2 separate regions of the Hordeum vulgare genome follow, and region 2 is linked to region 1. The links are chromatin contacts, called in public Hi-C maps. All regions are on one chromosome and are shown on one strand. The core of a region is the stretch at or near the end of the contact, and the rest is flanking DNA. Distances in the headings are between cores, read along the strand shown. Region 1 holds the start of LOC123452179 (ATP-sulfurylase 3, chloroplastic-like). Region 2 holds the start of LOC123452181.

What was found. A called contact is a pair of places that touch in the nucleus more often than the background predicts.
Region 2: a Hi-C map of leaf shows a contact between it and region 1, with 4 times the contacts expected there. The contact joins the promoter of LOC123452181 here to the promoter of LOC123452179 in region 1. A contact is called at or near these places in 6 of 6 Hi-C or Micro-C datasets (leaf, seedling and an unstated tissue) and 1 of 1 datasets of contacts at active chromatin or transcription factors (embryo).

What each region holds. Positions count from the first base shown.
Region 1 is chr5H:525,055,092-525,059,358 of MorexV3_pseudomolecules_assembly, forward strand. It overlaps LOC123452179 (ATP-sulfurylase 3, chloroplastic-like), which reads right to left and starts at 2,191. Exons shown (of 5, transcript XM_045128783.1): 1 at 1,514-2,191; 2 at 1-379. The coding sequence starts at 2,040.
Region 2 is chr5H:525,232,566-525,236,832 of MorexV3_pseudomolecules_assembly, forward strand. LOC123452181 reads right to left here and starts at 2,289. Exons shown (of 10, transcript XM_045128784.1): 1 at 1,572-2,289. The coding sequence starts at 2,020. LOC123452182 (general transcription factor 3C polypeptide 3) reads left to right here and starts at 2,361. Exons shown (of 1, transcript XM_045128785.1): 1 at 2,361-4,267. The coding sequence starts at 2,515.

The DNA.
Region 1 (4,267 bases), core at 941-3,440:
AAGAGGCACGTCATCTGCTTTTGTGAATCCTCCCAGTGGATGGAGAAGAAGAACAGGGTTTTTGTAGCCCATCTCAAGAAGACGCCTCCGTGTATCAGTCATGAGCAACGCATGCCCATTGTGCACAGGGTTACGAAGTTGAAAAGCAAACACTGCATCTGCATTGCGCCTGGCAAATTCTTCACGCAGCTGTGCTGGAGACAAACGATACTGATCCAGGCCATCATTATACTTGATTGGTTCTATAACCTCCAGGTCTCCACCAATCAACCAATCACCAGCATTTGTAATCGCCTCCTCTACGTACGGCAGTCCACGTGCAGCTGTTCCCCAAGTCCGTGCAATTCTTTCTTCCTTGTTATGCTTGTAGATCTCAATACTGAAGAAAGAAGGAAAGAGTGTTAAAAATGAGTTATAGATGAAGAGCATTCAGTACACTAAAAGAAAATCACTCATATATCATATAAATAGGCTATGCTTGTTTCCAACAGCATAAAATCCTTTTCATTGGAAACCAGGTGTAACATCTTCTTAAGACTGGAGATTGCGTCAACAGATAGAGGCGTGCTACGTCGATGTCATTATGTCACTTCAGATATCCAGTTGCTACATTTCTAGGACAGCATCATTTTCATTTTCAGCGCTTGATGTTTATAAAAATCAGATAAATCATGGCGATGTAAGTACGAGGTATCACAAGTTGTAAAGTACTAGGAAAGGCGTCGAAAAAACGACACAATGGAATATCTATTGAAGGGAACAATACGATAAGATATGCAATTTAATACGACCAAAGGTATTATCAAGTTTGATATGGCTGAAGGTATTATCAACTTTAATACGACCGTAGGTATTGTCAACTTTACTGCGACCGAAGGTATTATCAAGTTTAGTACGACGGAAGGTATTGTCAACTTTACTAAGACCGACGGTATTATCAATTTTATTACGACAGAAGGTATTATTGACTTTAGTAATCATCTATTGGATGATGCATGATTGGCATACCATGGATATCTGAAGATTGTCAACATATACAACTACGCTGTTAAAAGTATGACTGAAGTCCTCACTATCATAGCCCCATTCCACAAAAGCAGAAACTGATACGAATTTCGTTTGAGTGTCAAGTAGCCACTTAAGGTAGCAAATTGCTGACCACCACACTTTGCTGACCATCATTGCCCGTATTCTTAGTAAAAGAAATGGAGTATATACTAGCACTAAGTTTAGATAAGAGCTACTAGAATTGTGTACACAGATAAGCTGTGTAGCTACCGAAATGTGCAAACCATATGCCCTCTTAACAGTGAATCCACAAGTTTGAGGTTGAAGAAACCACCATTATCAGCAGGAGCCTAAATAAGCTCACAACATAATTCCCCAATTCCTACCCGAAAGAAACATTATGAATTAGCATGTCTTAAAATTGGTACTACTAGCTAGGGTACATTTAATCATGGGAGAGGGGAAAAAAACAGAGAGAGAGAAAAGAGGGGGGATAGGTTCTCACTCGCGGAGGACGGCGACGGGGCGGTCGTGGGCGTCGACGAGCGCGACGCTGGTGGCGGCGGAGGCCTGGATGGCGCGGCGCTGGGCGTCGTCGAGGGCGAGGACGATGGGCACGGACATGTTGACGAGGCTGCCATCGGCGCCGCGGACGGCGTTGAAATGAAGTGCTTGGAGGAACTCGGTCTCGCGCATGAAGCCGCGCAGCGGGCTGGCCCAGCCCTCGCTGAGCACGTGCAGCCACTCGGTGTCCACGCGGCCCAGGCGCACCCGGTGCGGCAGCGCCGCCGCCTCCCGCCGCAGCGCCGCCCGCCGCCCGCCCTCCTCGGGCGCCACCAGCTCCACCAGCCTGCCCCCGTCCGGCTCGATCAGGCCGCCGGCCCGGCACCGCACCCCGCGCGCCGCCGCCGCCGCGGCCCTGCCGCCGCCCCTCACCGCGACCCGCGCCGCCGCCGCCGCCGGCTGTCCCTGCCCCCTGCTGGGCCGCGCCAGCTGCGGGAACCTCACCGCGAAGGCGGCCTGCGTCGCCATGGCTGGTGGTGCTGATGCTTCTTGCTGACGATCTGGTCACGGCCCCCGCCTCCCCCCGACTACTTATATCGGGGGCGTTTATCAGGTTTCGTCTTGCTCTTTCCTTGCGGCTGGCGGCCTGACCTTGGCGGTGGGTGCGCGTATAAAAAATGGGGGTGGATGGAGGGGGGTGGATGGAGGGGGGGTGGATGGAGGGGGGTGGAGGTGAACCTGGATGGGATTGCGGGGCGGAGGCCATGGGCGCGACGAACGTGGACAAGGGGACGTGGGGGCTGCGCTAATGGGGGCTGATGAGGATGTGGAGCGGGGCGGGGCGGGCTGGCAAGTGCCTTCCTCGCCTTGCCTTTGCCCAGTTTTGGTTTGGATTTCTTTTTTGTTTTCAGGGACACTTGGGACTTGGACTGGTGTCCCGAACGACTTTGGTGACGTGTGAACTTATGTGTCTTTTGTCGAGGCCGGATCGTTTGCGCCGTGGGGGTTTATGCCCCGCATGCTCCTTCTTGATTCAGCTCGCAGGGAAATGTTTATATCGCGAACCTTCGTCTCGGGCCCAATCCTGACGAACGTCTTCAAAACCGTCAGATCAGATCGGCGGTGACGGTTCTCTTTCAAAACCTCCCCGTAATTTAAAAGGACTACCATGGCAAGTTTGCAAAATGCCACCCCGATCTCACACAATACACTTAAATGCCATCGGAGTTCGCAGATGCCACCCTAGCTATTGGGGTCCGAGGTGATATAAGGGGCCGGACTAAGGGGTGCGAACTTGTTGTGCCATCCAACACGGTCCTGCATCTGTCTGCATGACCAGTCCGGGCAAGCTTTCTACAGCAAACCAAAGACAAAGTGTGGGAGGGATGATTTGTGCGCGTCCGGACCGCTGCCATTTCCCCGTCTAGCAACCGCGACCCACTCGAAACCCTCCTCCTCGCTTGTGTGCATTTCTGCCCCACGCCATCTGCCCGCATTGACGTCGGCCCAGGGCAGGCGTGACCTCACACTACCGGTATTGAATCGACGCGCCGTCCACTACCCGCCGGGATGAACATACCTCCTTGCCGCATTCAATCGTCTAAAGATTGCCTGCCTACATTCATTAAACCAACACGCGTGTCGGAAAACCGACTACGTCCCCACATCGGTTCACGAGAGCCAAACGACATTAAACATAACGTTGGTTGGCTTCTCACGTTCGTCCGCAATTCAAACGAGGACAGACGCCGGGTGTAGAATCGCACCACACCACCACTCCCCATCTCCTCCTTGCACCTTAATATCCACACTATCCAAGACATCCGGCGAGTAGGAAGAGGAGTTCTTGGGTATAATAGCCGGTTGGGTGGACTGTCGAGCATGTTGGATACAAGCCAGGCAATTCGTCGCTCCACCTCCCTCGCCACTACATGTCGTCAGTACCATGGGCGAGGCTCCAAGCCGACGCATCCCGCAGCAACTCGCCGCTACAAGCCAGCTCGCAGAGGAGTGGCGAGGCTCCCGTAGATGAGGCCCACTCCTCCCGCGCCTAGCACCACACTATCAGCCGTCAACGTTCGCGGAACCGCGCCCTATCGACGAAAAAAGAAGTCGACTTCACGGAGATCAACGAGACGGCGGCTAGCACGTTCGCGGCCATTGCCAACATCGAGGAAAAGTATAACATGGGAAGTCGTCGCCACTTGGGTCCCAAGAAGGCCACCATCCGTGCTTCACGGAAGCTGAGAAGAATACTGATGCATTGCGAAGACATGTTGTTGTCTTATTTCTTTATCTTTATGACAAAGACTTCCAGATTGTCGATTAACACGAAAGCGGAGGCCAACCTTCCCCTTCATCTGAAGCATATCCCTTTAGAGCCACTTCGATGTGCGACACTGCCGAACAAAGAGAAGACGGAGGCTATTCTTCCCCTCTCGGTGAAGCATATACCTCCAGGGCTCCTGCTATTTCGAGGAGCGGGCCATCGGACATGGGTAATACATGTCTTCGGTATGAAGGGCTGCGGAGGATTGCAAAGGAGGCGGATGAGGCGGGGCTTCATTTTCTGGGCTCATGGCCGGTCTCGGATGGGGAATGGACACCGACGTTCATTTTAGTCTAGGTTTATAGTCCGGTCTAGTTGAAATATGTGTAAATGCAATGAATTTTCTCCGACTTCTATGAAAAACACCCGGTTTTATGTAAAAAAACATTCAAGTATGAATATCGTACAGTTTGTTTGAGTTCACAT
Region 2 (4,267 bases), core at 1,039-3,538, 180 kb after region 1:
TAATTTGGAACCACAGATGAACAACAAGCATTAGAAGGAAGTGTTCACACCAAGCGTAGTATTTGCATAAACAACGCATGCACAATACTAAAGCTTGTGGAAGGTGAACTACTTGATGATGTCATTATTACAGTGGTTACAAATTTTGGTTCTAACAGCTGTCGAAATTAGGAAAGTCGCATATGATAAAGCTATTTCAACTCGGATCTTGCAAACTTGCATCTTTTTCATTGTGCTGTACTGAAAAAGAATATGTGAAGGGTATTCCAGTTAGACCCTTGTTAACTAACTCATATTTACAAGATGCCCAAGATTGTCCCTTGTCAATCATATATTGACAATGTGCCTCTTAAGAGGTGCATATCACATACAACATCAGTATTGACATGTTTTTCATTGTTCCAAATATCGGCCAGTTAATCGGCATCTCGGTCAGTTCATCACTACTCGGACACCTCCAGATACGAAAAGGCCCTATTTGTGCCATTAACTGGTTGGGGCAATTTATCTGTCTGGGCCAATTAACTGCTACAGAATTTTCAGCCCAAAACTAGCCCGTTCCCTCCCTTCTTTCACAGCTGCACGGGCATTAGGTTAGACCGCTCTCTCCCTTCTCCCACTCGTGGAGGAGCAGCAGCCACAGCCATCCCAACCCTGAGCAGCTCCCGCTGGCTCTGTCCCCTCCCCGAGCAGCAGTCGCCACCGGCTAATCCCTGGTCCCCTCCCTACTAATCCCGACCGATGTGCTACCAGTTACCGATATCCTGAACGTTTGAAAAAAAAATCATAAAATAACTTATCGTTGTGTTTGTAACTTTGTGTCGCTTGGAATGCTGGGGCTTGGCATATGTGTTGCAACTAAATTTCAACTCCAGAAACTGAGAATCTTGCTACAACTAAATTTAGACCACAAAATCATTTAATCATCATTCAAGCATTTGAACTTTTAAACATCTGCACTGACCATTAGATCGGTACATTTTCAGTGTTGATACAAAGTAACTTAGCTACAACAACCACATATAATCAAACTGCACAACAAAGTTGACAAGTGCCCCTGCACTGCCAAACTAGGAACACGATTCAGAACAGCTAGTTGAAGTAAGGTGAGTAAACTGAATGCTCCTACAAACACCAACGACCTCTACAAACTACTGAAGAGACATAGCAAATATTGCAGGCATAATGGTAGCAGCTAATGTGCATGTTAAAACTTCAAAGTAGGCACAACAAACAATTTCAACCATGGTTGCCAGAAGTTATTGGACAGTGGGCATGGCAATATTGCAGTAAACCAGCACAGATTTATAATTAGATGCTAGTCTGCTAAAGGTTTCTTATACACATCCATTTCTCCTAGGGTCGTGCTACTGAAATAAACATAAAATGGCACTAGAAAACACACAAAAAAAGCATGCTTACGCAGCAAATCACAGACGAAACACTAGCATTTGGCTGATTAGACACGAGAACAGTAAATTAACCACGGGCAATTTGACGCACTGCGGCAGAATTAGCAGTAGGCAGGCAGGCAGAGGTGTCAATTGAGGTAGTGGCGTTGTGTGGCATACCTGATGGAGAAGTGGCAGATGGTGAGCTTGGTGAGGCACTTGAGGCCGGCGATCTCGACGAGTATGGAGCAGGCGGAGGGCCTGGGCGGCACCATGGAGAGCTCGAGCTCCCTGAGCGCCCGCATCCGGCGGAGCACGGCCCCGGAGACCCTGGGCGCGGAGACCTTGAGCTGCAGGCTCTGGAGCCCGTCCAGGTCCCCGGCCTCCGGGGGCAGCACCTCGACGTCGTTGCCGAAGAACTTGAGCGCCCTGAGCCCCCCGCGGCACTCGCCGATGGAGCGCGGGACGAGGTTGTATGCGTTGCGGTAGATGTAGAGCTCGCCGCCGCGGAGCGCGGCGGGCGGCGGCGAGAAGGGGGCGAGGTCCCACGTGTTGCCGGCGACGTCGGCGGCGTCGGATCCGCGCGGCGGTAGAACGCCGCCGTCGGGGTCCGGCGCGGCGGGGTCCATGCGGGCGCCACCGTCCGCCGCGGGGTTTTGGGGCTGCCCGCCGCGGCGCGGCCTAGGGTTTCGTACGGGGTGGGGGGTGGGGAAAGAGTGTGAACGGGGAAGAGGGAGAGAGCGGGCGGGGGCTGGAATCGTATAAGTTAAAGCTGAGATTTGGACCGAGTTCTGATTTGTTTCTGTCTCGAGGGGTAAAATGGAAGGCGGCCACGCGGTCGGGTCGCCCCGCGCGCTCTCCGGGAAGACGAAGCCGGTGCGGCTCGGACGGGGTCGCGGTCAGGCTCGGGTGCGGTCGGACCCGAGCCTGTCCTGTGTGTTCAAGGCCTCAAGGCCCACTTCGGAAGAGGCCCAGTCGCCTTCCAAGGTTTTGGTTGTTCCACATCGCTCCAGTCTCCTCCTCCGGCTCTCGCCGCCGGCCGCCCCTCCCCGGCCCTCCTCTGCTCCGCTCCCCGCCGACAGCAGCGCTCCTTCTTCCTCTTGCCTCGGCCCGTTCTTAGGCGATGCCGGAGACGGAGGAGGAAGGTGCGGGGGCGGCGGTGGCGGAGGCGGAGGCGGAGGAGGAGGCGTACGAGCAGGAGGACGGGGATGGGGAGGAGTACGACGAGGATGAGGAAGAGGGGTACGAGTTCGGCGACGCGGCGGACGCGGCGCAGTGCGTGGAGATGGCGGAGCGGGGGCCCGGCGGCGCCGTGGCCACCGTCAGCATCCGGGACTTCGAGGCCCTGGCGGCGCTCTCGCGCAAGCGGAAGGCCCTCCCCGAGGAGCCGCCGCAGGGGGACGACCCCTCCAAGCGGCGGAAGCAGCCGGGTGAGCTCTCCGAGGCGGAGTCGGCGAACCTCTTCGACCAGCTGATGGAGGGGTTCGGCCTCCGGCGGAAGAAGCGGCGGAAGTCCAAGGACGGCAAGAGGAAGGGGCGGGCGAAGGGGCGGAGGAACCGGTGCGGCCCCGAGGTCATCAAGAAGCTGGGCGACGCCACCCTGCTCTTCACGGAGAACAGGTTCAAGGAGGCCATCCCCATACTGCACGAGATCGTGCGGATCGCGCCCAACCTGCCCAACTCGTACAACCTGCTCGGCAGCATCTACAAGGAGAACGGCGAGATCGACAAGGCCATCAACTTCGTGATGCTGGCAGCCTACGTCTCGCCCAAGGACGTGTCCATGTGGAGGAAGCTCATCGACCTGGCTCTCAAGAAGGAGGATGCTGCTCTGGCAAGGCACTGTGTTATCAAGGCAATGAGGGCAGACCCGGAGGATGTGGGGCTCAAGTTTGATTGCGCCAACATATATCGCACCCTCGGTGACTGCCACAAGGCCGCGGAGATATACGAGCAGATTGTCGGGATTAATCCTTCCAACACCGTCGCTCGTAAAGCGGCGGCGCAGATGTACAGAGACTCTGCTCAGGTTGATAAGGCCATTAGTTTGTTGGAGGAATTTGTCAATGCTCAGACTGCAAACGTCGACTGGGGTCTTCTCGATTTGCTGATATCCCTTTATCTGAGAAGTGATGCCCATGGTGAAGCTCTGGGGCAGATCCAGAAGGCACAGCTGGTGTTGGGATCTGGACAGAAATTGCCCGTACGATTGCAGGCGAAACAAGTTATCTGCCAAGCTTATCTTGGAGATATGAAACATGCTGAGGTATTCCTTCAGGGTGTGCATTTGGGGCGCTCAAAAGAGAATGCTGATATGGTTAAGGAGGTGGCTAGCACTCTTCAAAGTTTGGGGCAGTATGAGTATGCACTAAAATTTTACTCGATGATGGAAGACGTTGCTGTTCATAATGATGGTAGTTCATATGTGGAAGCTGCTCAATGCTACATGGTAATGGGGGAGAAAGGAAAAGCTATTCCTTGCCTCTATAAAGCTTTAGAAGGCATGGAGGACAATGTTGATGTACGGATAACCTTATCTTCCCTTCTTGTTGACGAGGATAAGAGCAATGAAGCTATCAAACTGCTTTCTCCCCCTGAAAATCCAGAGTTGCAGTCCGCTGATATCCCAGACCATCAGAAACCTTGGTGGCTTGATGGGGAAGTAAAGATGCAGCTTGCCAAACTTTACTACAACAAAGGCATAATGAAGGAATTTGTGGAAACCATTTTTCTTCCCATTCTTGAGACACTGGATATTGAGTATGCTAATCGAAGGGTCAAGGTGCATAGGAAGCTTACAAATGATGTTCTGCAGGAAAGAACTAAAGTGCTGGGTGAAGCACGTCAAGACAGTGTATTTCAAGGATGCAGGCCTA